Regions from separate parts of the Mus musculus genome. Here all the other regions are linked to region 2. Evidence: chromatin contacts called from public ChIA-PET and promoter capture Hi-C data. All regions are on one chromosome and are shown on one strand. Each heading gives the region's core, a stretch centred on a gene start, on an enhancer-like site or on the middle of the called end of the contact. The rest is flanking DNA. Distances are from core to core; before and after follow the strand shown. Region 1 overlaps Sh3bp5 (SH3-domain binding protein 5 (BTK-associated)). Region 2 holds the start of Dph3 (diphthamine biosynthesis 3). Region 3 holds the start of Bap1 (Brca1 associated protein 1). Region 4 holds the start of Sh3bp5 (SH3-domain binding protein 5 (BTK-associated)). Region 5 holds the start of Smim4 (small integral membrane protein 4). Region 6 holds the start of Capn7 (calpain 7). Region 7 holds the start of Stab1 (stabilin 1).

Region 1 (3,673 bases), core at 515-3,014, 690 kb before region 2:
TTCGGCACCCCACCAGCCTATACAAACATCCCGACCCACACCAGGCTTGAGTCAATCTCATGTGTTCCTTACGACCGCCTGGAGCCTGCTTTCCACCATGCTAATGTAAGTTCAGAAGCCACTGATACGCTCCCATGCCTTTGTGACAAGAAGTACTCAGAAAGCCAGAGTGGGTGGCTGGCCATGACCCCTTCCGCACTAGGCAGAGGCTTGTGGGAACTGGAGAATGTCTGTCCTGGCCAGGCTCCAACCTCCTGTAGCTCTGGGCTACAGTGACTTAACCCCCAAGGGTTGCAGGGGCAGAGGATAGACTCATTGGTCTATACAAAATGACCTCTGCAAACATCAACTCACCCTGTGATGGAGGCTCAGGGTGCCTCCCCGGTCTGTCCAAGGTTCCTCCATGCCAGGAAAAGCGTGAAGGGAGAACGTGATGGGAAGAGACTGAAGGACAACTCAAAGTTACAGAAGCAACACAACTAACTGGGTGAAAGGTGGCCAGAGCCCAAGAGCTCAGGACAGTCAAGTCTAGTACATGCCAGCCCCTAATTCATTCACAGCAGGGCACACTTTCGTTTTGACATGCGCTCACCCGCAGGTGTGTGTGTGTGTGTGTGTGTGTGTGTGTGTGTGTGTGTTAGAGAGAGAGAGAGACAGAGGCAGAGAGATATACAGAGAGAGAGAGACAGACAGAGAGAGATATGTCTGGGTGCCCTGAGAGTATGGAAGAAGGCCTCTCAGATCCCCTGGAGCTGGACAGAGTTACAGCAGTTGTGAGCTCCATACTCATGACAAGAGCACTCTTAGCCACTGGGCCAATCGATTCCTTCAGCCCTGCTGCTGTGGTTTTTTTCTCTCCATATCTAGAAGGCTGCCAGTGTGTAAGAAATATTTGTTTAATTAAGGTACCCACCTATAAGCCACGCTGTAAACAACTCCCTTGTGGCCACTTATTTTAAGGCATTTGTGATTCTCTGGGCTCTCCTGTGGCTCACACAATAGAATCAATGTCTCTGTGTGTGCATTTATTCTCGAAGTATCCAGAGAAGGACGGTGGGAAAGCACCGGAATGATCCACTGGCAGTACGCACCAAGTGACCACGGCGATGCCGCCTCTCCAGCCCCAGCTTATCCCTCACTGAACCTCATCTTTCCCGAGCTAGAGGATAACCCCGATCCCAGAGACTTCAGGAAACAGCCCTGGGGGACACTCGAACCTCTTGGAAATCATAGGTGCACATTTCTGTGGTTTTTACCATATGGCGGCATATGTGTGACCAACTTTGAAAACAACCTGAGGTGAGGCTGTGGTGCTGCAGGCGAGCTCCACCCCACCCCTCCATCCTGTTTCACCGCTATTGCTATTCCATCCTGGCCAGGAAGCCACATCGCCTGCCGCCATGGTTTTCCAAAATACAGAAAGACGCGGTGGAACCCAAGTGGGTGGTTCACCAAATCAAAATGTTGTTTACTGGGTGCAAAGAGAAGTCTGCAGAAAGATGGATACTGCTCTGCCGAGAGGCATAAAGAAACTGATCGATCCTATCCAATCCACAGAAAACTAAAGGATTAGCTCTCATCTCAGCAAGACCTTGAGCTTCACTCCAGGAGTCCAGGCATGGTGGCATGCACTTTTAATCAATTCCAGCACTTGGGATACAGAGCGGGCAGATCTCTGTGAGTTTGAGGCCACCCTGGCCTACACAGTGAGACTCAGTCTTCACCCCCACACCCCTCCTCCCCACCCACAAAAACACTACAAGAAAACCATTGTGGGGAAAGTTCTAACCCTGAGAATCAACAAGCCACTGCATGACGTAGACTCTGAGACTGCTAAAACTACTTCAAGCAGCTTTGAGCAGGAAGCTGAAGCCACCAACGCAGAAGCCCAAATTGACTCTTAATAAACTGACTTATCAGGACCTATGCAGTGAGATGGTCAGGAGGCAGAGACACTGATGGTGGTGGTGGGACTTGATGGTCTGAGTTTGATCCCCAGGACTCAAGTGGTATAAAGAATGCCGGCCCCTAAGAGTTGTCTTCTGACCTACACACACACACACACACACACACACACACACACACACACACACACACACCACAGACACCTCTCCCTCTCCCTAAGAAAGAAAAACTGCCAAACTTACTGGCAACCAATATCTTGAATGATTCTGCTACTTGGTTGTTTTCTTAATAATCTTGTAAACACCTTGGAGACACTGAGTCCCATCACGGGGACTGCAGATATCTGCATCTAGAAACCTGGGTCATTCCAAAGCCACATCAGCCAGGGACCCTGACTTCCCATGCCTGCCTGCTCCAGCATTTAGGGTTTCCCTGGCTCATTTGGCTCTGTCAGTTTCCTGGTGCACTTAGCTCACTGAAGGGTCAAGCTCTCACCTCCAGTCTCGCCTCTGAGCCGGCACAGCTGGATTCACTCAAGCACAAGCTGAGCATCCCTCACCTGAAGCAAGCCTTGGAACCACCTTGTTTCTGATCTTAGACACTTTCAGATTACATTATATAATCCTATTACACAGATTTTATTAGTAAGTACCTCTGATCCAAAGTTCTAAAATTTCTGTAAACCCCACAGAGCTCGTTGGTCTTGGGAGGAAAGGCAACAGAATTTGAAATGACGTAGAACATCCCGTGACTATTCAGTAACTGTGGGAACAACTCCACATTGTCACAACTGGTCTGGCAGAGGAAGGGCACGCTGAAGGACATCACTGAGTCAGAGAAGGGCAGCTGGATTGGTCAGGGCAGCCAGGCTTGAAGGCCTCTTGCTCAGGGTTTGCCTCTGAGGCCTAACACTGGACACAGGAACGAAGTACTCCACAGTCAGGGTTCCCCAGGGAACAAGATCTGTGTAGCCTGCAGATTCAGAGGGCACAGGATCCGTGTAGCCCGCACAGATTCACACCACTGATTTTCTTTTGTCCTACCTGGGTTGAGTGTGGGATGGAATGATGTGGGTGTTCAAGGACAAGTTGCTTCCTTCCACCACATGGATCCTGGGGATCAAACCCCGGCCCTCAGGCTTGGCACCTGGCTGATCTATCTTGCAGACCTGTGAACAACTGATCTTAAGGTACTCCTGTGAGCATGGAGCCAGGCAGGCCTAAATTCTATAGAGGGAAGTGGAGTCCCGGGGAAGAGACAGGGATGCGATTCAAATCTGCACAGTGACCTTTTGTTCCAGGAAGGTCTCTCTGCTCTGTTCAGGTACCAGTCGCATAGCACCCTTATGGAAACCCCTGTAGTGTCTGGCCACATGCCAGGCACCATGACCCAGCCACAGAGCACATAAGATCACTGTCACCTCTGGGTGAGCTATCAGGACAACTGACTTTGATAAGATAGCTGGGCTGGGAGGTGCTGAGGAGATGTGGGGGCACCAGGAGATGGGCTAGGCTCGGGAAAGGCCGCCCCAACAGCATACGTAAGCCACGAGGGCTTGCATCTAAGACGTGGCCTTTGGAAGTGAGTCATCCAAAATCATATTTGCAAAATAAAGTCTGCAACGTTCCGAAGCACAAGCACATCCACTCGCAGATGCGTGGGAGGCAATAATTTCCTCCCAGGACACCAATACAACGAAAGAGAAAGTCTCCCATCCAGCCAGGGTCAGCAGAGGAATTTGGGGAGGCACACAGTGTTTCTCTGTCCA
Region 2 (3,649 bases), core at 513-3,012:
GGAGCAACCAGTTCCCAGAAATAAACACATCACAACTATCAAGTTTTTATATTTCAGATCAATATCTGGTCATTCAAATATGTAACCTCTTCAAAATGAGTAATAAAAAGAATGCCTTTGTGTGTTTCCCAACATATACCTGCAACAGTAACTACTTGTAAATGAAGTTCACACTCTGATCTTTCATGCTGGTTTATGCCAGCTACCACAAAAACTTTCCCAGTTACTACACATCCTCTACAGTGTGATTCCCAAGGAGTCAGTCCCTAGTCTGTCCATTGTTCTTTGCTCCATAAACCATTTTAAAATAAGAATGAATCATTACATTTCTATTATTGTCTAAATTAACACCTGCTTCTCCCACAAAGTTCTGTGCTTTGGTCCAACTTACCCTATAGTCATTTTAGAATTTATCCTCTAGACTGTTACATTCTGTACTTAGACTCCAAAGCACTAACTGAGCTTTGGGTGGGAAGTAAAGATATTTACCCCTTTTCTATTGCCATTCCTAATGGATACAAAGGAACATGGAACTGTAACATTACATCTAGGAACTATATCTCAAACAAGGTAGATTCTGTACATAAGCTAGGCAAGCAATAAAATGCAATCTTCTAAAAATATCCTAGAGCTCTGAACAAACTAAATATTAAATACAAGAGAAATGTCAAAAGGAAGAACATCAATTAAAATAACCATAATTTTTCATTCCTGATTAAGTCATCAATTTTCATTACAAAGCAATTTCTTTATTGCCCTTTCCAAAGTGATCATAAGTTACATAAAAGGCAGATCTCTGTGAATTCAAGGCCAGCCTGGTTCACATCATGAGTTCCAGTATAGCCAGGGCTACTTAAGGTCCCTGTCTCAAAAAACAAACCAACACCCAACACTCTTCCGCCCTTTTCTATCAGACAGGCTCCTTTAGGCCCTTGTCATTAGCTCACACCACCCATCCCCTTTAACATATCCCTTACTTTGTCATAAATCACTTTTATAATGAGTGAGCAGCTAGGACACGTGGCCACATCTTCTCCATTTTCCAAATCTTCCTACAACGCAATCAAACAACATATGGTCAGCATAGCCTTTCGTCAACTTCCCATAAATCTCTCCTATGTCTATGGGCAAGTCTTTAGTTGGGTAACAACACAAAGAACTTTCCTCCCAAGTGTCATCTAGGAAAAAAAAACAGGGAGATTAGATTGGTTCGATCGCCTCCAAAACCCTGGGGTACAAAATCAAGTTCCCTTCTTCAAAGAAGCTCCCAGGGGAAAAAAAAATAGAAAAAAAAGAAAAACACTTAGGGGCGGGACTACGGAGAACAGCGCCCTTAACCCGACCCTGTATGCTAGACAGCCTAGGTTACTACTTTAGGGGCGGGGGTTCGGAAGAACACGTGGGTAACTGAGCCTTCCCAGGGACACCGGAAGCGACAATGCGCAAGCTCGAGGGATCGCCGGCGGGCCCTTTAGAGTACCTTGGTGATGGCAAAGTTATCCCCACAGGGGCAAGGGTAGAAATATGTCTCCGAGTCCTCGTCATATTGAAAGTCCTCGATCTCCACCTCGTCGTGAAACACCGCCATGGTCACCCGGTCGGCACCGCATCAGCTTGCCTACCTGCGCCCAGGCAGGGTAAGGCCCGGTCTTCCCGGTCCACCCTGGCGCAGGAACAGTCACTTCCGGACGCACAGGCGATGACGTAACTTCTACCGCCGCGGCCAAAAGGGTGACCCGGTCGCGGTCGCCATGGAGATAGCGCCGGAAAGATGGTGCTTCCTGCGCAGCAGCGTTGCGCAGTTCTCCGTCCACTGGGTGCCAGCGACCAATAGTGTGAAGGGCTCCCTCTCATGGCGGTTACGTCAGTCCGGGGCCCGGGGAGTTTGGGCTTGGGATATAAACGAGTTTTCTATGCAGGTGGAGTCTTGTCCTCCATAGCTGACTTCAGAGGACATTAAAAGAATTGGCGGAGGCTACGCCCTCTTGAAAGGGGGAATCATTGAGGCTCAGGGAGCCACACAGCGTCCTCTCCAGTTCTCGGCCCACAGCGCTCCTGCAATTGCGTTTCAGGCGACCTTGAACTCTGAGTGACTCTTGGCCTGTTATGAGTTCTTGCCTGCAGGTACATCACTGCCTCTCTCACCCCAGCCACTTTCTGATACCCCGGTTGTGTTGTAGAGAACCAAGATCTGCAAGACAGGGGCGAGTTCTAGCCATATTTTAAATATTCACTGCAGTGGTGGGCACAGTAGCTTTTAATTATTGGGGTTTTTAGTGGGCAACCTATATGTTAAACTTGATCTTGAGGTTCAAAAATCCATTTTATTCATCTTTAACATAGATTTAGAGACTGGGCATCTTGCCCAAGATTGCATACCTAGGCCATAACGATGAGCCTAGCTGTCTCTAAAGCCCAGGAACAAATTATTTATGTGAACTTTAGTTCTCGGTAAAAGGAATGGTGTTCCTGGTATTTTCGTCAGCGTGCAGCCTCTTCTTTGAGAAGCACGTTGTTCCGAGAGCCGTGCTGGGCTTGTTCCGGTTACAACCAGGGACTTTGGAGTAGTGCTAAGCAGTTACTCATCTCACTGGAGGAGTGCAGTGTAGTGAAAAGTAGTATGGCAGAACTGGATTCCAGTTTGACTTGAAGAGCTCTGGGGGTTGGAAAATTACATTCTTTGGTTCTTACATCCTCTTCTGAGAGTAGATCCTTTGGAATCTAACATTCTTTTGCACGAGAATGAATAGTTCAGCAGTCATGTATGACTTATGTAGTTTACATTTCTGTAACAGTGTTTAAGTATGTACAGTTGTGTGCATAAATTACCAATTTTGTGCATGTTTAAAGGACACTATATTTTGAAGCCTTTTTGAAGTGTGAAAACCTATGGGCAGAGAAGCCTTTGGGAGGAAAAAACCCAGAACTTAAGTGTATGGAAGGTTGTTTCAAAGATCTCCATTCCTTTTTTTTTTTTTTTTTTTAACATAATTGAAGATCTAAATAGCAATTAGGAGATCTTTGTAGCCTGTTGCAGGTTAGCTGTAGCCTGTCTGGGCAGAAGAGAAATGCAGTGAAAGCCTTCTATCTTTATGGGTATAAATACTTCCCAGGTAACCTCTGGGACACAGGAAGAAAACTGATTTCCAAGTGTCTGTCTTTAGTTCAGATGATCTTTAGTTCTTATGAGCCATTCTTGAATGCGCAGAAATGGATGCAGTTGTTGGTAGGGAATGGCCTGGCAAGTATATCGATCTGTAACCCCAGCATTGATGCAAGCAGGGGCAGAAACAGGTGGATCTCTGGAGCGCAGGGGCCGACAAGTTGGTGAGCTCCATATTGGGGAGGCTACCGGCCACACGAGGCTCGTAGTGTGTATAAGTTCTTAGGTCTTTTATTTAAAAAGCAAACACACAAAAGGCTGAAGAGCTGGTTCATCAGTTAATATCACTGCTGCTCTTCCTGAAGACCGACGTTAAATTCCTAGCACCTATATTGAAGTTAGTTATGTCTATAACTCCAGTTCCGGGCCACCCTTTTCTGGCCATGTGGTTGCTGGGAATTGAACTCAGGATCTCTAGAAGTGTAGTCAGTGCTCTTAACTGCCAAGCCATCTCTCCAGCCCTGGACCTGATGTTTTAGAAAGCAG
Region 3 (3,524 bases), core at 855-3,354, 830 kb before region 2:
CTAGCTCAGGCACCACTGAGATTTAAATAGTAAAGTTCCACAGCTGCCACTGAGCCACTGGGGACAGCACTGGGAAGAGAGGAGGGCTTCTTGGGGGTGGGGGAAGGGCTCTGATATACGCTTTGTCACTCTCTAACCCTAGCCCAAGAGTATGTTAAAGGAAGCAGAAAATGCAGCGTGTATCAAAGGAATTTCCCCAACTCCTTCAGGTCACCTACTCTACCTCAATCTTGGATGTTTGTTTTTTTCTTTTAAAGTCTTCATTCGTTTCCGTCTGTCCTTCCTATCTAGAATTCTTCTGTGCTATTATGAAGATAATGCAGGCTTTTCCAGCTACAAACATAAACGAAATAGGTTAGCAATTTAATTTTACATTTGGTTATCAAGTTCTACAAGATCAAAGCAACAGTATACTTCTCAACTCATTTGATAAAGGGGTTATAGACAATATTAATGCTAGTGATGGCCAATAGTGATTAAATGGTTCCAAGAACCGTTTAGGCACTTAACAATAGGCACACTAATAACCCTTATTTTCAAGTTGAGGAGACTGAGTTAGAGAGATAAACGTCATGGCCAAGGTCAGAATCAGTGATCCTAGGTGAGATTTAATGATTACAAAAGCTGACATCAACTACGGTGTTATAATTTTATCTCATTGCAGTATCTCATTGGAACCGGGTCGGATAGATGGTTAAGAGCACTGACTGTTCTTCCAGAGGTCCTGAGTTCAATTCTTAGCAATCACATGGTGGCTCCTGTAATGGCATCTGATGCCCTCTTATGGTGTATCTGAGGACAGCTATAGTGTACTCATATACATAAAATAAATCTCTTTTTTTGTTTTGTTTTTCGATACAGGGTTTCTCTGTGTAGCCCTGACTGTCCTGGAACTCACTATAAGACCAGGCTGGCCTCGAACTCAGAAATCCGCCTGCCTCTGCCTCCCAAGTGCTGGGATTAAAGGCGTGCGCCACCACTGCCGGGTTTGGACAGCATTTCTTAAAAGACCTCAGTCAATTAGGTCCCTCCAGAGATATACTATACTTCAGTATCCAGAGCCTCAAGTCAAGGCTGGCGATTCTGAATCTCTTCATGAATGTCAGACTTTTCTAACTGCTAACTGCTTACAAGCCATCAAAACTTCACGCTAGCTTTTCCCAACACAGGAGATGCAGTTGCAGAGCTAACATCAGTTTGTTTTCTTACTAAACGTGGATGGGCTGAGATGGGTTGGAACCTTTCCGTGTCCCCACGGGGATCTACTTTACTTCCTAGTATGTTGGCGCTAAACCCGACTGTGTTAAAATAGAAATAAACCTTGAGATTTCAGTTCTTTGCATCGCTGGGACACGACGTTACTTGAGTAGTAGTCTGTGCACACTGGTAGTTATAAGATGGAATCTTCAAAACAGTTGAGGACGGTCGTGGCAAATGCAAGCTGCTCAGTCCGCGATTTCCTAACCCGGCGGATGCTCGCTCGAAACGCTTACCAAGTTGTATCACTGGATAAAAGTGTTGGGTAAATTAAAAATATATTAACGTGTTCGGTCCCGCCGCCGCAAGAATAAACGATTTATTTGGAAAATACGTCAGTGTGGCCACAACCGTCCCCCAAAGGTAACAGTCAGAAGAGGGCTCAAGGAGCATTCCGCGCATGCCAGGGCTCCCTTGCCGGGCGGCTGTGGCGAGGCCAGGCTGGAGGCTGCTTCCGCTGCTCGCTCTCACGGAAGCTACGGGCCACCGCTTTCAGCCCAGGCTGCCCACCCAGCTGTCGCCGAGGGCGCCGCTGTCCCGGAGCTTTAGTCGTTGACACAAGACGTGGTAACTACTTCACGGGCGGCCGCCCCGCGCGGTGACTGCGCCGTCGAAGGAGGCGAGCGTGCTGAGGGGGGATGGGGTCACGCGGACTGTGGCCAAAACGAGGACCGCTAACGGCCGCGCGCCCGCCCCGCCCTCCGCACGTGCGCGCCCTCGCCTCGACGCGCGCGCGCGTGCATGCCCGCCTCTGTCTCCGCCTCCGCCCCCGCCGTTCGGCCGGCGGAAGACCAGCCCCCGGGTTAGGCTCGTCGTGTGATGATGACGTTGTACGTCCGGCGCGGGCGAGTGACGCGGCGCGGCCCGTTGTCTGTGCGGGGCTGAGAAGCCCTAAGGGCGGTGGGCGCTCCCGGTTGGGGGCGGCGCGGGTTTAGCAGGGCCTGGACATGGCGCTGAGAGGCCGCTCCGCGGGAAGATGAATAAGGGCTGGCTGGAGCTGGAGAGTGACCCAGGTACGGAGGGGCCTCGGCGGGCCGGGGGCTGGGGAGGCCGGATGGGCCCCGGACGCACCTGCATGACAAATCCCTCTTCTTGTCGTCCCACCCAGGCCTCTTCACCCTCCTGGTGGAAGATTTCGGTAAGAACCCCGTTACCCACGACCTTCGGTCCCTGGCTGGTGTGGATGTGGGGGTTGGTCCTTGAGTTCTCGCAGCAGAGCCTGGGACTGCCCTGCCGACCTCTCCTTTCCTGATCGTAGGTGTCAAAGGGGTGCAAGTGGAGGAGATCTATGACCTTCAGAGTAAATGCCAGGGGTGAGTGGCTGGGACGCCCCCTTACCTCCGGAGGGCCGAGAAAGGGCAGGGGAATAGTACCCCATTCAAGGGAGGCAGTACTAGAAAACCTGAGCTATATAAAATATCACATAAGAAAGTGTCACTCTTTGTGGGTGCCCTCTTGGACTTTTCTTTTCTTCTCAGTCTTTCCTCAGTGTTTCTCCTTAGAAAGCTGTAGCCCTCCTTTTAACCCTAAGCACTCGTGGAGTACAGTTGAGCTGCCTTTCTGGTTTTGCAGCCGGAACCCTCCGTTGCATAGTGTTGCACCTTTTTTGTAAGTGTACAGTCCATTAATTACATCACCACATGTGCTGTGCCTTTAATCACCACACAACATTTGTCCTGACCATTAGTGGCGCTCTCCTCTAGTCCCAATGCTTGGGAGGCAGAGGCAGGCAGATCTCTGAGTTTGAGTCCAACCTACGCTACTTAGTGAGACCATGTGTCAACAAAACTGAACACAGTTGTCCTGTATTGATTGGTTAGTGTGAGAAGGCCTTTTTTAGGTACCTAAACTCAGAGTCTTGTTTTGGAAATCTATAGAATAGAGGCATAGAGAACCTAACTGCTTCCAAGGGAAGGAACTGGTTTGGGAGTTCACGCACTATACTCATTTTACTAGGACTGGAGGCCGAGGTCCACCAGTGAGTTGGTACTTAATTCTTCATCAACGTTTTTGTGCCTTTTATTGTGTCCCTACCTTGCTCCATCCTGGGCCAGCAGTTCCAGATTTCCTTCTTCTCTTGCCTAGACCTCATAGACCGAGTGGGGTTTGAGAGCTTCAGGCTCATACTTGACTGCCTGTGATAGGCTTCTGGGGTTTGAGGTCTCAGAGCCATGTTGGATACAGTTTGGTTAAGAGTGAGGGACTCAGTGCAAGAGCATTTCAGTGCAAAGGATTAGGGAGAGAAAGAAGGGGATGCTGATTGTCAT
Region 4 (3,414 bases), core at 221-2,720, 650 kb before region 2:
GGTTAACTGACTGTAACCCTACCTCTTTTAAACATTTGCAGTCTGACATTTTGTAAGTAGCCAACATGAGTTAACTCATCCTCGTTCAGCTCATCTTTGCTCTGTGAACAAAGGTCTTGCTAACAAAATTCCACACCAAATCCACAAGATTCTGTAATCCAAGCCCAGGGCCCGAATTAACAGAATAACCAATGAGGAGGTTTTCTTACTGATCTTTAGTGTATTGACTTGACAAAATAATTAATTTAAGCCAAACTGATGAATTTAAAGCAGGCTCTTTTTTTTTCTTTATCTGTGCACTTAAAACCAATTATGGATCCAGAAATTGCAAAGTATGTTTAATAGCTATTTTTTAAAAAATGATTTATGGAAAGGGTACAAAACGGGTCATGAAAAGGAATTTGCTTTGTGCTTAGGAAGGTGAAGAGGTTAAGCTGTCACTCCTGGAAATTGTTTTTTAACTCTCTCTCCTGGAAATGGAGGCACAGAAAGCCAGGCATTCTCTGCTTTCCCTGCCTCCACGCGTCGGCTTTGCGCAGCAGCTGTCCCTGGTGGACGTTCACACTGACCTCACAAGGAAAAGGAGGGTTTTAAACAGTCTCAGGCCAAGTGCAACACAGTGCCAACGGTGGCAACGGCAACGACGCCCACCATGTGTTGACAATGAAGAGGACGGCAGCCCAGGCCAGGTGAGGGCTCACGAGGCACCCCACACCGGTGCAGCCCACACTACAGGGGCAAGCGACAGCCACCTTGCCCTGCTCGCCCACCACGATGTCTGCATCCACGCAGGTGGGATAACGCTGCGCTGCAGCCCCGAGGCTGTGCAGTGCTCCAAGCGTGGCGCTGAGGTACCCCGACTCCGCTCGGGGCCCCCGCCCCCTTTTTCCTTTGTTGCAATCCGCCTGAACAGCTGGTCGTGTAGTAGGGACCCTCGGGTTGGGCCGAGGGTCTGCAGGGATCCCCGCAATAATCAGGCCGCGTTCACGCGGGCACCGAAGCCTTCCGCAGGGAGACCGTGAAATGGGGTGTTCCAACCCTTGGTGAAGATCCTGAATTTAGGCAGCCCCCACCCCGCGACCGCGAACACGCGAGGCTGTAAGGCATGTGTCTGCGTTAGATGCCGACTTCCACGGTAGCCCTGGTGGGGTGCGGCTGTGGGCTCCTGTCACGCGTCCTACCTGGATCCGGGGGTCCACCTCTTCCTCCTCCTCCTCCAGGCCCTGTTCCATCCTCTCTTCCTCCTCCTCTTTCTCCTCCACCTCCCGGGCAGGCGGCGGGAGCTCCGCCGGCTCGTCAGAGCGGCTCCGTTTCAGCGCCGTGTCCATGCGGGCAGCCGAACGCGCCGCAGCCGGGTCGCAAAGCGCACGGTGGGATCCGGACGCACCGAGGGCCACCTCGCCGCAGCCGGGTAGGTCTGAGCGCGCAGCGCTGCCACCCCGGGTGCTCCGCCGGCGAGTGCGGAGTGGCAGAGGAAGTGGGCGCGGCTGCCCCCTGTCTGCAGCGGCCCGCAGTACACCGCACCCACTTTGCCCAGGCCGCCGTGATAGCCTGTGTCACCCGACACTCTGTCACAAAAAGCCCAGTGCACTGGAGTCCCGGCCATGGCCACTAGGAGAGGTGCCGCCCAGTGGCTCACCAGCCCGAGCGTGGGCCGCCTTAAGGTAGTTTCCTCCTGCCTCCAGTGAAGCAGATCAAGGCACAGAAGGAAAGTTCGGGTGATTTCCATTCTTCAAAGCTACCTTTGTGTCTATTTGGAGTCACAGAAAAGGGAACTCTACCCTAATCTTGTCTGTACAGCAGACAGAGGATGGCTAGCCAGGTCCAGCCACCGAGTGGACATCATAGCCTGGAGTCTGCTGGGCAAAGCTCGGCAAGCGAAGGCATGAGCTCTTAGGGCTTTCCTGGATATTCTGAATGCACGAAGAGCCCATGGAGCTGGGGGGGGCGGGGGGGGAAATCTATGGATCGGGCGGCTTTTTAAAGAGATTGCCCTGCTTGCTCGTGGCAAAGCTTGCCCAGTGTAGGAACTATGTGGTTCTGCCCAACATCACCAAGCTAGAGCTTGCCTAGCCAACTGGGCATCACAAAAGGGCTAACAGTGGACAGGTTTCTCTGAACGTTTACAGGTGCTAGGGCCACTGTGAGGTCAGGGACTACCTGGTCAGATGCCCTGAGCAAAGTGGATACTTTGTAGAGGGAGTTTGGAGGACAGCTTTGCTTGAGAGAGTTGTTCTCGGAGCCTGTGATCCTGCCTTTTCCCCCACCTCAGAAGCAAAGCAAAGGGGTATCTGTCCTCTTTCTCAACTGGTCAGTCTTCTTCAAAGCCAGTACCAGAGAATCTCACGTGTACCACAGGCCTCCCGTGCTTCAATCTCCCCTCTGGAAAAGCCTGACCCTGTGTTCCCTTCCAACAGTTTCCCGTATTAGGTCTGTCTACTGACTTCCCACTCACTCATTTTGTTTGTTTGAAACAACCTCGGCCCAGGCTGGTGTCAAGCTCTTATCAGCTCAGACTGGCCTCGACCTTCTGATTTTCCAAAGGTAGACTCCCATGTGCTGCATTTTTAATCAGGCACTCCTCCTGTAGAGCTCACTATACAGCTAACACTGTATATATAGTCACACTGCCTCTGGTTCTGAAGCACTGAGATTATAGACACACACACCACCATTTTGGCTTCCTTGGTGGGATGGGGAGGAGACAGAGTTTTCTGTGTAGCCCTGGCTGTCCTAGAACTTGCTCTGTAGACCAGGCTAGCCTGGAGCTTAGAGATCCACCTGGCTGTCTCTAGTGTTGGGATTAAATGCATGTGTCACCACTGCCCGGCTGGTGCACACACACACACCCATCCCCGATGCTGCCACCAAGGTGTACCACACGCACAGAGTGACAAACCCTTTATATTACAAGTTCTCAGACATACAGGAGTAACTCCACCAGGCAGCAGGAAACAGTTTGCTAACTACTCCAAAGGAAGGACCGTTGTTGGGGAGGGTGGCTATGTCAAAATACCACAGTTTCTAAATGGCACCCACTTCTAACTCTGTAGGCCAGAAATCACAGCAAAGTCAGGTTCTGAGGAGGGCCCTCCTGGGCTTGTGGACTTCCAACTGCTCAACAAACTTTTATGTCAGGAAGAAAGCCTTAGAAAATCTCTGAGGTCTTTTTTAAGAAGTATATTAGTCCCATTTGCTCAGACCTCCTACCCTCCTGGCCTTGTCACTTCCTAAGACTATTAGGAGTTAAGAGTTCAGCACAGGACCCAAAACCTCCAGTCCATAACCTGAGGCAAACCCCAGAGTATCACAAGTTCTAGACCAGCCTGAGCTACACAGCCAGAACTCAAAACAGCAGATGGCTACCCCTTCCCCAGCACCCTGTGGGCTATTCAAGGTTGGCACGCGTATTTC
Region 5 (3,772 bases), core at 238-2,737, 960 kb before region 2:
TAGGGGAAGGGGTTAAAATGGAGTTTGGGATCATGTGAGGCAATTATTCTCCTACCAAACTACACCATGAGCTCTTCTGAAACTTGCCTTCTTCGCTAGATATTCTCATAGTTATTAAACATTAAGTGGAGGCCCATGCCTGTAAACCCAGAGGATGACTCTAAGTTTTGAAGATTCAAGGCCAGCATAGTCGGGCTCCGCGTCAAAGTATAGAAAGAGTAATCAGGGGCTGGAGAGATGGCTCAGTGGTTAGGAGCACTGACTGCTCTTCCAGAGGTCCTGAGTTCAATTCCCAGCAACCACATGGTGGTTCACAACCATCTGTAATGGGATCCAATGCTCTCTTCTGGTGTGTCTGAAGACAGCTACAGCGTACTCAAAATAAATCTTAGAAAGAAAGAAAGAAAGAAAGAAAGAAAGAAAGAAAGAAAGAAAGAAAGAAAGAAAGAAAGGAAGGAAGGAAGGAAGGAAGGAAGGAAGGAAGGAAGGAAGGAAGGAAGGAAGGAAGGAAGGAAGGAAGGAAGGAAGGAAGGAAGGAAGAAAGAAAGAAAGAAAGAAAGAAAGAAAGAAAGAAAGAAAGAAAGAAATGAATGGAGGTTTTGAAAGAACAACCTAAAATTCTCAAATGGTAAGTTACATGAGAGGCAGACAAAGGGCCCAAAGGTTGGGAGAAAGCCTGAAAGGAACTGGCAGTTCCAGAGGCCGTTCTCAGAAATGCCAGACATTCTTTTCACAGTTCTAGGTCAAAGACATAACCTAAGGAGAGCGAGTGACCAGTAGTAATTAGCTAGGACAGCCGGGATAACTTCCTCAGGAGTTTGGGCTAAAGCTCTCAAAGGGCAAGGGCCTTAACCTGAATTTCTGAGCTATATCTCTGAATTTCCCTCAGGACTGGTTCCTCTTCCACATGCGATTAATCCTGTTCCTTAGGCCCAAAGTCACCAGCAGGGCCAAGGACAGGCTACAAAGACCTGCACGGCCTGACTAGAGGCACGTGCCCTCTTCAAATGCCGGAAGAGGAGGAGGGCTGGATGCCAATGTGAACAAAATACAAGAGCCCTAAGGGCCTCCTGCCTCGCTGCACGAGAACTGTCAAAACACTGTTCCTAACGCCCAAAGTGAAAGGAACTCTGCAACTGAATGGATCGCATACCCACGGGAGAAACGGAGGCTGCTGCACCCTCACTTACAGAAGGTCTCCTGGCCCACGCGCACTTTAATCATGATCCACTCCATCGCACCTCCCAGGACAAAAAAGAAGGGCAGGAATCTGTAGATGCCGAATCGCTGCTTGCCGGGCACTCGCTGAAGAGCTCGCCTCACCTGGGCCCTGGAGAACATGACCGAGGCCTCCCAGTGGGGTAGGGACGGAACCAGGCAGACTGGTGTTCCCGGAGGCAGTACAAATAACCCTGCGGACCCCTGCGTGTCCGCGGAGTCCCGTGGACTGAGCACCAAGACTCGACTGCAGCGCCACAGCCCGGCCGCAAGAGTTAGGTCGCGGAAGTTAGGACAGACCCAAAGCCTGGTCGGCTCCGCCAATCAGAATGTGGCGGGACTCTCAGACTCTCCAATCAGAGTGCTGTTTGAGCGCGCGTGCTCTGTGAGGCTGAGTCGGTCTGAAGAAGCCTGCGCACGCGCCTAGATTCTGGAGACGGAGAACCTTCGGGGGGCGGGGTCTCCAACGTGGCGTGGCGGCCCCGCCCTCGACCTGCTCTCACTGCTGAGGCTCAGAGTTTACTGCCGCGCCCCCTACTCTGCCATCGCCATCTTTTTTTGTAATACCCTGACCGAGGTGTCGACCCTTTGTGAATGAAATCAGCTAAAATGCAGTTTCGTGACACTCCTTCCTTTTATTTCTGGATGTGACTGGTTTGACTTGGATTCTAATACAAACATAACTCGATATGCATTTTCGAAAGCTGAATTTTATCGTCGCAGCAAAAAGTACAACTGTCTATAACAAACATGCTAAAATAATATAAACCTATGATAAGTGGGAAATTACCGTTATTCTGGTAACTTGTAGTGTTTTTAAGCATCACAACCAATAGTTACAGAAGAGGATCAAGGTAAAGAGTGACTTCGCTGTCAAACCACAACCCTATCGGCACCCTTGTAAGATGAGCCTTTCTATGATGCTGTGAGAATTGACAATCTAAAAGAATTAAATGGCCTGGCAGTGGTGGCATATGTCTTTAATCCCAGCACTTGGAAGGCAGAGGCAGGCGTATCTCTTGAGTTCGAGGCCAGCCTGGTCTACAGAGTGAGTTCCAGGACAGCCAGGGCTACACAGAGAAACCCTGTATCAAAAAAAAAAAAAAAAAAAACAGAATTAAATGACAGATTGCAGCGAGGAGGCCTGGTGGGCCCATGCCAAGGTATGCCCCTGAGAAATTATGCTGTGCAACAAATCTGGTATGAAAGGAGTTTATTGGGGAAGGAATAGAGGCAGTGAGGGAACCATGAAGGCAGAGAAAGAGGGGGGGGGGTCATAAACAGCTGACTAAGCGCAGCCTGCCTGGAGGTACCTACTGGAGAAGCCACACACAGTGAACGCCTGGCACTTGGTGCCATTTCTCTTGGATCTGAGGACTGAAACTTGTAAAGTGTCATCCACTTGGAAGGAATCCACATGTGGCCAGGTCTTCACAGCCCACCTAGGTCAATGGACCTACAAGGGTCCACCCATAAGCCCACCCTTCGGCATCCATGACTACCCAGACCAGAATCTGATACACCCGATCCTCAGCATAGGTACAGGCAAACTACAAACGTACACATTACACACAACCTTAAACCCAACAGCCACGTGTGTTCAGTTGGGCAACTCACCACCAACAATGGACATTGGGCCCAGCCTTTCCTAGTGTACACCTGCAAGCTAAGAAAACAGAAGTGGATGGAATGAAAAGAATTTCATTGAGACAGCGCTTGAAAAAAACCATGGCAATTCAACTGGGGGCCTGCACCGTCTGGCCCATCCTTTTACAGCCGCCAAAACCTGGTGGCTGCAGTGATCCTGGCCCACAGCCAGAAGCGTATGCCCAGTAGATAGGCTCCTCATTTAAGTCGATCACCTGGGTTGGGTACCAGGCAATACAAAGAAAATGCTGCCTCAGCAGGCGTCAGCTGCCCATCAGGCCAAGTGGTCTTAGCCAGCTTGGGACTGGTACTGAAAGCAAGTAGAGCTCTTGTTGTCTTAGCGACCTCAGCTCCAGTGGAACGTGCAGTCAGTCAGAAACTGGGGCAGGGGCACGAGGCCCCGGGGCAGGAGAACTGGTCTGGAAAGAATAGGACAGAAGAGCAGGGGAGGGGCAAAAAGACCCTTGGGCAAAGGAAGAGCAGTACACTCGAGCGCTCTTGCTCCTCGGCCGTCCAGGATCTCGCGGAGACCCGGGGCTCTGCGACTTCCCGCTCAAGGGAGGAAAGGTACCGCCATCGCCACCGAGACGACCAAAGGGGGGCGCAGAGCCCCTGAGCCGAGCAGGGGACAAGGAGGCGGGGGTCGGAGCCCGCTCCGCCCCGTCCCGGAGACCTCCCGCCCCCTGGGCCGAGTGGTGCGTCCATTGGCCGGATGGGCTCCGCGCGCCTCCCCCATTGGCCGGCCGCCTTGAGAAGCACGCGGCCACGGTGGCGGGCGGGCAGTCGGAGAGCGGCGGGCAGGCGGGCCAGCGGACGGGCGGAGGGCGGCCGGGGCAGCGCGCAGGGGGCATGGCGGGTGCCGGACTGCGGGCGACAGCTAGGCGCTTGCTGCTGTGCAGAGGCCACA
Region 6 (3,740 bases), core at 222-2,721, 750 kb before region 2:
ATTGGTGAACAAACAAACAAATGTGTAACTACCCATCTGCAAGATCATTTGTCTGTCTCATGATTCATTTGTGAGGGGCCATCCAAGACTAAACACTAAGAGCTTCTCTAGGGGATGGTGACATGGAACAAAAGCCCCTTCAGGGGATTGGTATGAAGAAAATCTTATTGCTAAGGCTTGAGATTGTAAGAATGGAGGAAGGGGACGACAGACATTCATAGCTGGCACAAGCAAGGTGGAGGGTCGAGACACACATGATGCTCAGGGATGCTGACCACAGCCTCTTTAGCTGTACACTGACCAGTTTCAGTAGTAACATCCACCCCATTGTGACCTTGATAATGAATATCCTGAACCACCAGCATGAGCATCACTAAGGAGTCTTTCTTGAGCTTGAAGACAGCTGATACCACTCTAGACTGGATCACAATCAATTCAACTCCTTTTCTCTCTCTCCCTGAGACAGGTTTTCTCTGTGTGGCCACACTACTATCCTGTAATGAGCTCTGAAGACCAGGCTGGCCAAGCACTCAGAGATTTGCTTCTTCTGCCTCTGGAGTGGTGGGATTAAAAGCGAGCACCACAGCCAGGCTCACAATCAACTCTTAGCAATATCTCCAGCTGATTTGTGTTCATGTTTGCACGGAGAGTGCTCCACTACAACAGACATATGCCTCCTGGGGTCGTTCAGGGTTTTTGCTGTGTAGATCATGCTGGCCCAGTCCTCTTACCACAGCCTCCAGACTGCTGGCTTACAGGAATGTGTCACCATATGCTGCGTTAATGTTTCTTATGTGTGGGATCATACAGTGTATAATTTTGTCAAGACTTGCTACTTTGACACAGCATGGATTTTGAATCTCATCCAAGTTCTGGCACTTGCCATTAGTTAATTTTCATCACTGCTGAATTCAAACTTTTAAGGGGATAAAAGAAAGCAACCACACTACCATTTACTATGTAATTACAACCTTCAACTTGCCCTAAGATACAAGTCAAAAATACATCATCTGGTTTGTAGACAATTCAAACAATACACTTCGGTGTGCCTTGGGGAGCCGTAGAAGGTCATACTTTAGTTTGTCAAATGAACATTACCAGAGCATCTCAAAAGCACCTCCTAGCCTCATTTCATATCTTTATTTCTAATTAAACCAGTTGGCAATACGAGGTGCTACTGATTGTTTCTTTCCGCCTACCCTTCTCACTTAGCGGACCAAGGGCTCCATAACGCGCATGCTCCTTTCAAGCCATCCCCTGATTCTCTCCAACAACCTCCTGGGCACTGGCACCTTCTTTCTAGCAGGCGGAAGCGGAGCCCTCAGCTTCGCCCTGGCACCTGCTTCCTCTTGTCCAATCCCACTGGACATTGTTCTGGCCCCGCCCACCTACGATCGCCTTGAGCCCCGCCTGCTTCGGCGGGAGCGCTCCCCCTCCCGGCCGGGGTCGACTGCGCCTGCGCAATGCGGCTGATGGGCGGAGCAAGGACGCGAGGGGTGGGGGCGGCCGCGAGGGCTCCGAGCCCGGGCTGCTCGGAGCTCGCAGTCCTCCGGGCGGGTCTGAGGTAGTGGGGCTCCGTCATCTCTTCCGCCGCCCTCGAAAGTAAACTTTGCCACTCCACCCGCGGGGTCCCCAGTTCTCGCCGCAGTGCCTCCGGGCGTCGGGGTTCCGCGTCAGGGCCTGTCTGCCTCCCCCGGCGTGGGGCCTTGGGCGCCATGGACGCGTCGGCGCTGGAGCGGGACGCCGTGCAGTTCGCGCGGCTGGCAGTGCAGCGCGACCACGAAGGCCGCTACTCTGAGGCGGTGTTTTACTACAAGGTGAGGACAAGCACTCGGCTCCGGCCGCGTCACCCGATCGAGTGTTGGCGGAACCCAAGGCGGAGGGGCGGGGTCCTGCTGGGGCTGTCCGGCTTGTCAGGCCGCAGATGCCCGCCGCTTTGCTGCTTGTGGCGGCCGAGGTGGGATGGGGAGTGAACACCCTGTTCGCTGTCTGTTGGCCTTGATGCAACCCTTGATGTGAGGCCAACCTTGGGTAATCCGTCAGAATATGCTAATAGTGCACGTTCCAGGTAGAAAGAAAAAGTAAATTAGGAAAAAAATTCATCGTACTCTAGCATTCGATGTATGTCTCCATGATTGTTTTTCTGAGTGTATGTGTGTATACACGCCTTCTTACCCCCAAACTTGAATCATATCGTTTGTACTATTTTGACATCTCACTTCTGCATTGTACCTAGATAACCTTTGGTTGCTTGCATGTGCTACGTTTACAGCATGTTCTGTATTTGGTTGTGGCTTTCCAGCATTGAAGTAGTGCAGTTAAAATCCTTAGAGCTTTTTTTTAAAAAAAATGTGATACTTGTTTTGGATGATGGGGAGCACAGTTGCTTGTCAAAGGGTATGCACTTCCGCAGTTCATCCTGTGTTCTCCAGTCCTGAAGGTTTGCAAACACACCCCTCCAGTTGTATCGTCATGATATGGGCATCTTTTCCTTGATTATACGGAAGTAGTAAAAATTTCCCCCTTATGCTTACGTGTTATCAGTAAAGCGTGGTTTGCTTTCTGCTAATATTTTACTATTTTTATTTTAAAACCTACCTTATATTTAGACACTTTTGTTTTAGGATCATTCGTTTTAAGTTTCTTAATTTTGATTTTACAATCCTACCTCCCTACCACACCCGAGTGTGTGTGTATGTGTGTGTGTGTATCTGTCTGTGTTGTGTCTGTGTCGGTGTCTCCCTGCCCTGTCGCCCTCGTTCTCGGGGTTCTTGCTATATAGTGGAAGCTATTTTTAAATTTGTCTTCCCCTTACCTTAGCCTTCCCATTGCTGAGATTTACAGGAATGTGCCACCATGCCTGACTACCAGGTGATAGTTCTTTAAAAGAAAATTCTGCTGTAGTTTTGTGAAACAACTTCAGCAAATTCTAAGTCAGCAAACTACTACCATATAGCCTAGTGTGGTGGCACCTACTAATTTGCTTTTAAACCCTCCCACCCCCAGTACAGTGAGGTAAGAGGATCACTGAATTCAACCTGGCTTAGGCTACATTGTAAGACTTTCTCAATGTAAATAGCCTTTTCTAAAACTAAAGATACTATGTAACTTTTTTTTTTTCCTTTTAGAAGTTGTCATTTAGGAATTAAAATTCATCCTTTAGAAAGTTAAAAAAGAAAGTGAGGAGGGCTACGATCTTCATCACTGTGTAAAACCAGGAGTCAGAAGGACCAGCCAGCTTAGGACATATGAGGCCCTGTTAGGAGGAGAGAGAGACAGAATGAGAGTGGGGTGGGGTGGGGTGGGGGGGCGATCAAGCAAGCGCACTAGAGCAAGAGCTATTTACCTACTGTAATCCTAGCACTTTCGAGGTAGAGGCAGGTGGATCTCCATAAATTTAAGGCTAGCTTGGTCTACTTTTCAGTTTCCAAGCCAGCCAGGGTTACATACTGAAACCCTGTCTTTATTTTTTGCCCCTTATTCTATTTTCACTTTTGAATATGAAATGAGTAAAATAAAGTTGGTAACAATTTGACTTTTTAAACAATCGAGGTGGGGGGCTAGAGAGATGGTTCAGTGGTTAAGAGAACTAGCTGCTCTTCCACAGGCCCTGAGTTCAATTCCCAGCAACCACATGGTGGCTCACAACCATCTATAATGGGATCCGATGCCCTCTTCTGGTGTGTCTGACTGAAGACAGCTACAGTGTATTCATATACATAAAATAAATAAAATTTTAT
Region 7 (3,622 bases), core at 494-2,993, 920 kb before region 2:
GGACAAAGCTGGGTGCTAGCCAATGCCCCTGTTTTTGTGCTGTGGCTGTGGATCCCCAGGCTTGTCCTCGACACAAAGTCGTCCCCGGGCAGATGGACGGACACATGCTAAGACCCTCCCACAGGCAGATCTCCTTGCATCTGCTGCCGGAGCCTGCTATGCCAAGTCCTAATGCCACCTGTGCTGGCTGTCGACTCAGGGGTCCTCTCTTCCCTCTGAGGCTACGTTCCTAGCAGCTGCAGCTTGTGTCCCAGGTCATACAGGATGAGGGACTGTGAGGGGAAAGTAAGGACAGCATGGCTACATCCCTACCCACAAGGACCTCAGGACCTCGTCCCTGGCCCAGGCTGGCTGGGCTTCAGTCTCAGAATGACAGACTTAGAACTGTCTGGAACTACAGCAGGTCTCGGAGCTGAGATTTCTCACTGACCTCTGTCCCCATTGCCCAGGACACGGGTGGCAAGGTGCTTTTCCAGCTTGGCACAACCTGGATCTTGTGGTTTTCCATCATGTTTATCCTGATGTCCCACCTGCTCCACCCAGCCCTGGCCTGGCCATGAAATCCCCTTCCCACGGGACCAAGCCCCCATGGCTGCCTGGTGGTGGATCCCCTCTCTCTGCCACGGGAGCCTCGGAAGCTGCCTAAGATGAAGGTGAACTCGGTTTCACGAGGGAAGCTCCTTTGCCCAGATACAGATCCAAAACTCAGTCTCCACACTTGTGGGAAGCTCTCCCCAAAGCTCACGCAGCAATTCTGAGCTGGGGAGACCTAGGGACAGGCCCTCTTGGCCTCCGGAGCCATGCTACAACCACTCACGAGGCCCTGTGTTCTCAGCACACTGGGTGGGGAATGGCAGTCCTGAGTAAGAATCGCAGGCTGTGGTCCCAACTATGGCTCCAGAGGGAACAGCTTGCGGCTCTCCTCCTCGGGCCTGGGATTTCGAACAGGAGAAACAAACAAGCTTGCTAAAGACTATAAAGACTGAAGGGGCCACGTTCAGGGGCCTCTCTGAGACTTAAGAACATTGTTGTTGGTTGCTGTCTGTCCAATGGATCTCGTCTGTTCCACACAGGCTTGGGGCTGGCCACGGGCATATTGGTGGCCAAGTTCTGATTGAGCCCCTTGGTTTATAGTTCCCGGAGGATAGGTAACGATCACATTTAAAAGCCCCAGGTGAGGGCCGCATAGACTATGGTCTCAGTCTGGGAAAGAAGGCCAGGAGGATGGGGCTGGCTCTGTCCCTGTTCACTCATAAGCTAGGCAACCCAGGATGACTGCCCAGAGTACATGACCAGCTAGCCCGACAGAGTTAGAGGGGAAAAATTGCTGAAGCCTTTAAGCTTCAGGTAGAACAGCCGTAGACTTCAGCCTGGGGAGGTGGAACAATAGTCTGGGTCCCTGGGCCCCCAGGGAGCTCAGACAGGTACCAGCTGCTTTGATACCCCCACCCCAACACATCCATACACAAACTATCATGGTCCCTCCCTGTTCCCTGACCCTGGCTCCCACTCACCGTCTGCCCTCGGATGAAGCTGGAGTCTGACAGGCAGAGGACCAGGACACAGAGCAGAAGGAGGGTTCGGGGCTCTGCCATAGCAGGCAGGTCTGCTGTCTGAGACAAAAGTAGTGTGGGGACAGTGATTGCAGCAGCGGCAGGCAGCGAGTGAACTCCAAGAGGCAGGCATGAGGAAGGAGGCAGGACAGGGTGGGTGAGCAGCCGCTTTAAAAGCTATCCGTCAGCTCACCCCCACAGGAACCCACCAGGATTTCCTCCTGCGTATCAGCAGCCTGCAGGCGGAAGGGAAGACGCTGGCCAGTGACCCCCACATGGACGACCTGGGCCCTGTTCAGGGCTTCCTGGCCCAGGACGCTGCTCCCTGGCACCATAGTCTAGAGGTCCAGACCCACCATTAGCCACCTGCCTGGGGTCTAGGGGAGATTCTAAAGCAAATTTAAGCACCAATAAATAATTTTCCCTGCATCTGTCAAGCTGGCTTTTTCATTCAGAAGCTTCGGGGTTCTGGTGCCTAGGAGGTTGTTGGACAGCCCCTGGGCTGGCTGGCCCCCAGGTGAGCTGCCTCAGTCTTTCCGTCAGACACCAGTAGAGGTGGAAACACCATGCTAGCCCCTCAGACTGGTCTCCCCTACCAGCCTCATGGCCTTCCTGAGCCCACCCCTAACTCTGCAGCCACAGCCCAGGTTCCATTGCACTTCAGTCCTCTATGCTTGTGGTGGGTGGGTGGGTGTCTGTGACGTCCCTCACTTGGCCCTGAAGTCTGTAGTGACTGGGTAGAGCCACCGAGCACAGTCTGGGGGGTTCCTTTAATCTTTTAGGGACCTCCACTCAGGCAAACCCAGGATTCATGGATTCAAAGCAGGAAAGAATTCAGAACTGGCGGGTATGAAATAAAACTGAGGTTTCATTAAAAATAGTGTTTAAAAAAAAAAAAACCACACCCAAGAACATGTGTGCAGATCTCTCAGTCACCATTTAATAAGACTTAAGGGTTTTGTTGCTGGGCTTGTTGCTGTTGTTAGTGTTGTTGTTTTGTTTGTTGTTGTTTTTTCGAGACAGGGTTTCTCTGTGTAGCCCTGGCTGTCCTGGAACTCACTCTGTAGACCAGGTTGGCCTTGAACTCAAGAAATCCACCTGCCTCTGCCTTCTAAGTGCTGTGATTAAAGATGTGCATCACCACCGCCCATATCTATTTATTTACATCTCAAATGCTGCCTGGTCCCCCTCACAGAATCCCTCCCCGTCCCACTTCCCCTTTTCCTCTGAGAGCATGGGGCCCTCCTGGGACATCAAGTCTCTGCAAGATAAGGTGCATCTTTTCCCACCGAGGCTGGACAAGGCTGCCCTATTGGGGAAGAAACTCTCAGTCAGGCTACAGCTTTAGGGAGGGCCTCTGCCCCTTTGCTGGACTCTTTCCTTCCCACGTGTCCGTACATTTTCCCTTTCTACTTTGCTTCTTTTTGTTTTTTCGAGACAGGGTTTCTCTGTGTAGACCAGGCTGGCCTTGAACTCAGAAATTCGCCTGCCTCTGCCTCCTAAGTGCTGGGATTAAAGGCGTATGCCACCATGCCCAGCCTTCTACTTTGCTTCTTGGCCAACTGGGGCTTTTCTATTCCAGTAAATTAACTGCAAGGGTATATGCTATGGGTGTATATATATGGTAAAGGTATACGGTAGAGGTATATGGTATATGTCTGTGTGCTCTTCCCTTCTCCCAGGTAGGTGTGGTCTCTGATGGTGAAGCTAATTGGTTTGGACTAAAATCTCTTGCTGTGCCTCACAAAGCAGACGCATGGGTCTGGGCTGCAGCATGGGCTTCAGTTACGCGCCACAGGCTTTGTCGTCAACTGGCCAACTAAGTCCTTTCTGTCTCCTCTAAATGTTGCCTCGGCTAGTCTTTCTGGCTGCTGTCCTCAGGGCTGCCTGATTAAAGAAGTAGATTTTCTTTGTTCAGATAAACTCGGCCTGGGTTTTTTTTTCCATTAATCACGGTTCAGAGCACTTTTTTGACCTGACACCAGGCTTTGGGGCAGCCCAGGGCCTGATTTCAGCCCCTCTGGCACTGGCAATCAGCTGGCACTGCTCTTTAATAGTTCATTTTTGTC

The links. Promoter capture Hi-C pulls out the DNA fragments that hold promoters and counts their contacts. ChIA-PET counts read pairs in DNA pulled down with a chosen protein or histone mark. Capture Hi-C pulls out chosen DNA fragments and counts their contacts.
Region 1: a contact with region 2 is called in an RNA polymerase II ChIA-PET map of memory CD8 T cells, with 8 read pairs. The contact joins the enhancer-like site here to the promoter of Dph3 in region 2. A contact is called at or near these places in 1 of 484 Hi-C or Micro-C datasets (the N1E-115 cell line) and 5 of 115 datasets of contacts at active chromatin or transcription factors (acute myeloid leukemia, differentiating embryonic stem cells, memory CD8 T cells and 2 more).
Region 3: a promoter capture Hi-C map of liver shows a contact between it and region 2, with 2.8 times the contacts expected there. The contact joins the promoter of Bap1 here to the promoter of Dph3 in region 2. A contact is called at or near these places in 5 of 39 promoter capture datasets (the HPC-7 cell line, cranial neural crest, liver and 1 more), 5 of 484 Hi-C or Micro-C datasets (CD4 T cells, CD8 T cells, Sertoli cells and 1 more), 3 of 115 datasets of contacts at active chromatin or transcription factors (cardiomyocytes, large pre-B cells and memory CD8 T cells) and 4 of 9 other capture datasets (adipose tissue, embryonic stem cells, liver and 1 more).
Region 4: a promoter capture Hi-C map of neural stem cells shows a contact between it and region 2. The contact joins the promoter of Sh3bp5 here to the promoter of Dph3 in region 2. A contact is called at or near these places in 2 of 39 promoter capture datasets (neural stem cells and pre-B cells), 7 of 115 datasets of contacts at active chromatin or transcription factors (acute myeloid leukemia, astrocytes, embryonic stem cells and 4 more) and 2 of 9 other capture datasets (adipose tissue and liver).
Region 5: a promoter capture Hi-C map of neural stem cells shows a contact between it and region 2. The contact joins the promoter of Smim4 here to the promoter of Dph3 in region 2. A contact is called at or near these places in 6 of 39 promoter capture datasets (the C10 cell line, embryonic stem cells, erythroid cells and 3 more), 2 of 484 Hi-C or Micro-C datasets (CD4 T cells and memory CD8 T cells), 3 of 115 datasets of contacts at active chromatin or transcription factors (astrocytes, pancreatic cancer cells and thymic regulatory T cells) and 1 of 9 other capture datasets (adipose tissue).
Region 6: a promoter capture Hi-C map of liver shows a contact between it and region 2, with 3 times the contacts expected there. The contact joins the promoter of Capn7 here to the promoter of Dph3 in region 2. A contact is called at or near these places in 13 of 39 promoter capture datasets (the 3T3-L1 cell line, 3T3-L1-derived adipocytes, HPC-7-derived erythroid cells and 8 more), 10 of 484 Hi-C or Micro-C datasets (CD4 T cells, CD8 T cells, Th1 cells and 6 more), 13 of 115 datasets of contacts at active chromatin or transcription factors (the SCID.adh cell line, astrocytes, cardiomyocytes and 7 more) and 3 of 9 other capture datasets (adipose tissue, embryonic stem cells and liver).
Region 7: a promoter capture Hi-C map of pre-B cells shows a contact between it and region 2, with 4 times the contacts expected there. The contact joins the promoter of Stab1 here to the promoter of Dph3 in region 2. A contact is called at or near these places in 2 of 39 promoter capture datasets (liver and pre-B cells).

Annotation. Positions count from the first base shown.
Region 1 is chr14:31,397,662-31,401,334 of GRCm38.p6, forward strand. The region is part of intron 3 of Sh3bp5 (SH3-domain binding protein 5 (BTK-associated)); the gene reads right to left. Among named protein-coding and RNA genes, the nearest start is that of Gm35907, 36 kb to the right of the region's middle. Within about 2 kb of position 1,765, at least 55 of the 459 cell types and tissues checked have an H3K27ac peak or open chromatin away from gene starts, as enhancers often do. A contact at or near this core is called in memory CD8 T cells, where this site is marked.
Region 2 is chr14:32,083,930-32,087,578 of GRCm38.p6, forward strand. It overlaps Dph3 (diphthamine biosynthesis 3), which reads right to left and starts at 1,763. Exons shown (of 3, transcript NM_172254.4): 1 at 1,481-1,763; 2 at 978-1,052. The coding sequence starts at 1,588. It overlaps Oxnad1 (oxidoreductase NAD-binding domain containing 1), which reads left to right and starts at 1,799. Exons shown (of 8, transcript NM_145460.2): 1 at 1,799-2,124.
Region 3 is chr14:31,249,385-31,252,908 of GRCm38.p6, forward strand. Bap1 (Brca1 associated protein 1) reads left to right here and starts at 2,105. Exons shown (of 17, transcript NM_027088.2): 1 at 2,105-2,270; 2 at 2,366-2,395; 3 at 2,516-2,570. The coding sequence starts at 2,234. Phf7 (PHD finger protein 7) reads right to left here and starts at 1,931. Exons shown (of 11, transcript NM_027949.2): 1 at 1,321-1,931; 2 at 224-333. The coding sequence starts at 264.
Region 4 is chr14:31,434,630-31,438,043 of GRCm38.p6, forward strand. It overlaps Sh3bp5 (SH3-domain binding protein 5 (BTK-associated)), which reads right to left and starts at 1,471. Exons shown (of 9, transcript NM_011894.3): 1 at 1,182-1,471. The coding sequence starts at 1,328. It overlaps Gm35907 (a long non-coding RNA gene), which reads left to right and starts at 605. Exons shown (of 4, transcript XR_383329.4): 1 at 605-689.
Region 5 is chr14:31,127,443-31,131,214 of GRCm38.p6, forward strand. It overlaps Smim4 (small integral membrane protein 4), which reads right to left and starts at 1,488. Exons shown (of 2, transcript NM_001308091.1): 1 at 1,191-1,488. The coding sequence starts at 1,341. It overlaps Nt5dc2 (5'-nucleotidase domain containing 2), which reads left to right and starts at 3,647. Exons shown (of 14, transcript NM_001374087.1): 1 at 3,647-3,772. The coding sequence starts at 3,715.
Region 6 is chr14:31,335,167-31,338,906 of GRCm38.p6, forward strand. It overlaps Capn7 (calpain 7), which reads left to right and starts at 1,472. Exons shown (of 21, transcript NM_009796.3): 1 at 1,472-1,817. The coding sequence starts at 1,716.
Region 7 is chr14:31,166,898-31,170,519 of GRCm38.p6, forward strand. It overlaps Stab1 (stabilin 1), which reads right to left and starts at 1,744. Exons shown (of 69, transcript NM_138672.2): 1 at 1,515-1,744. The coding sequence starts at 1,595.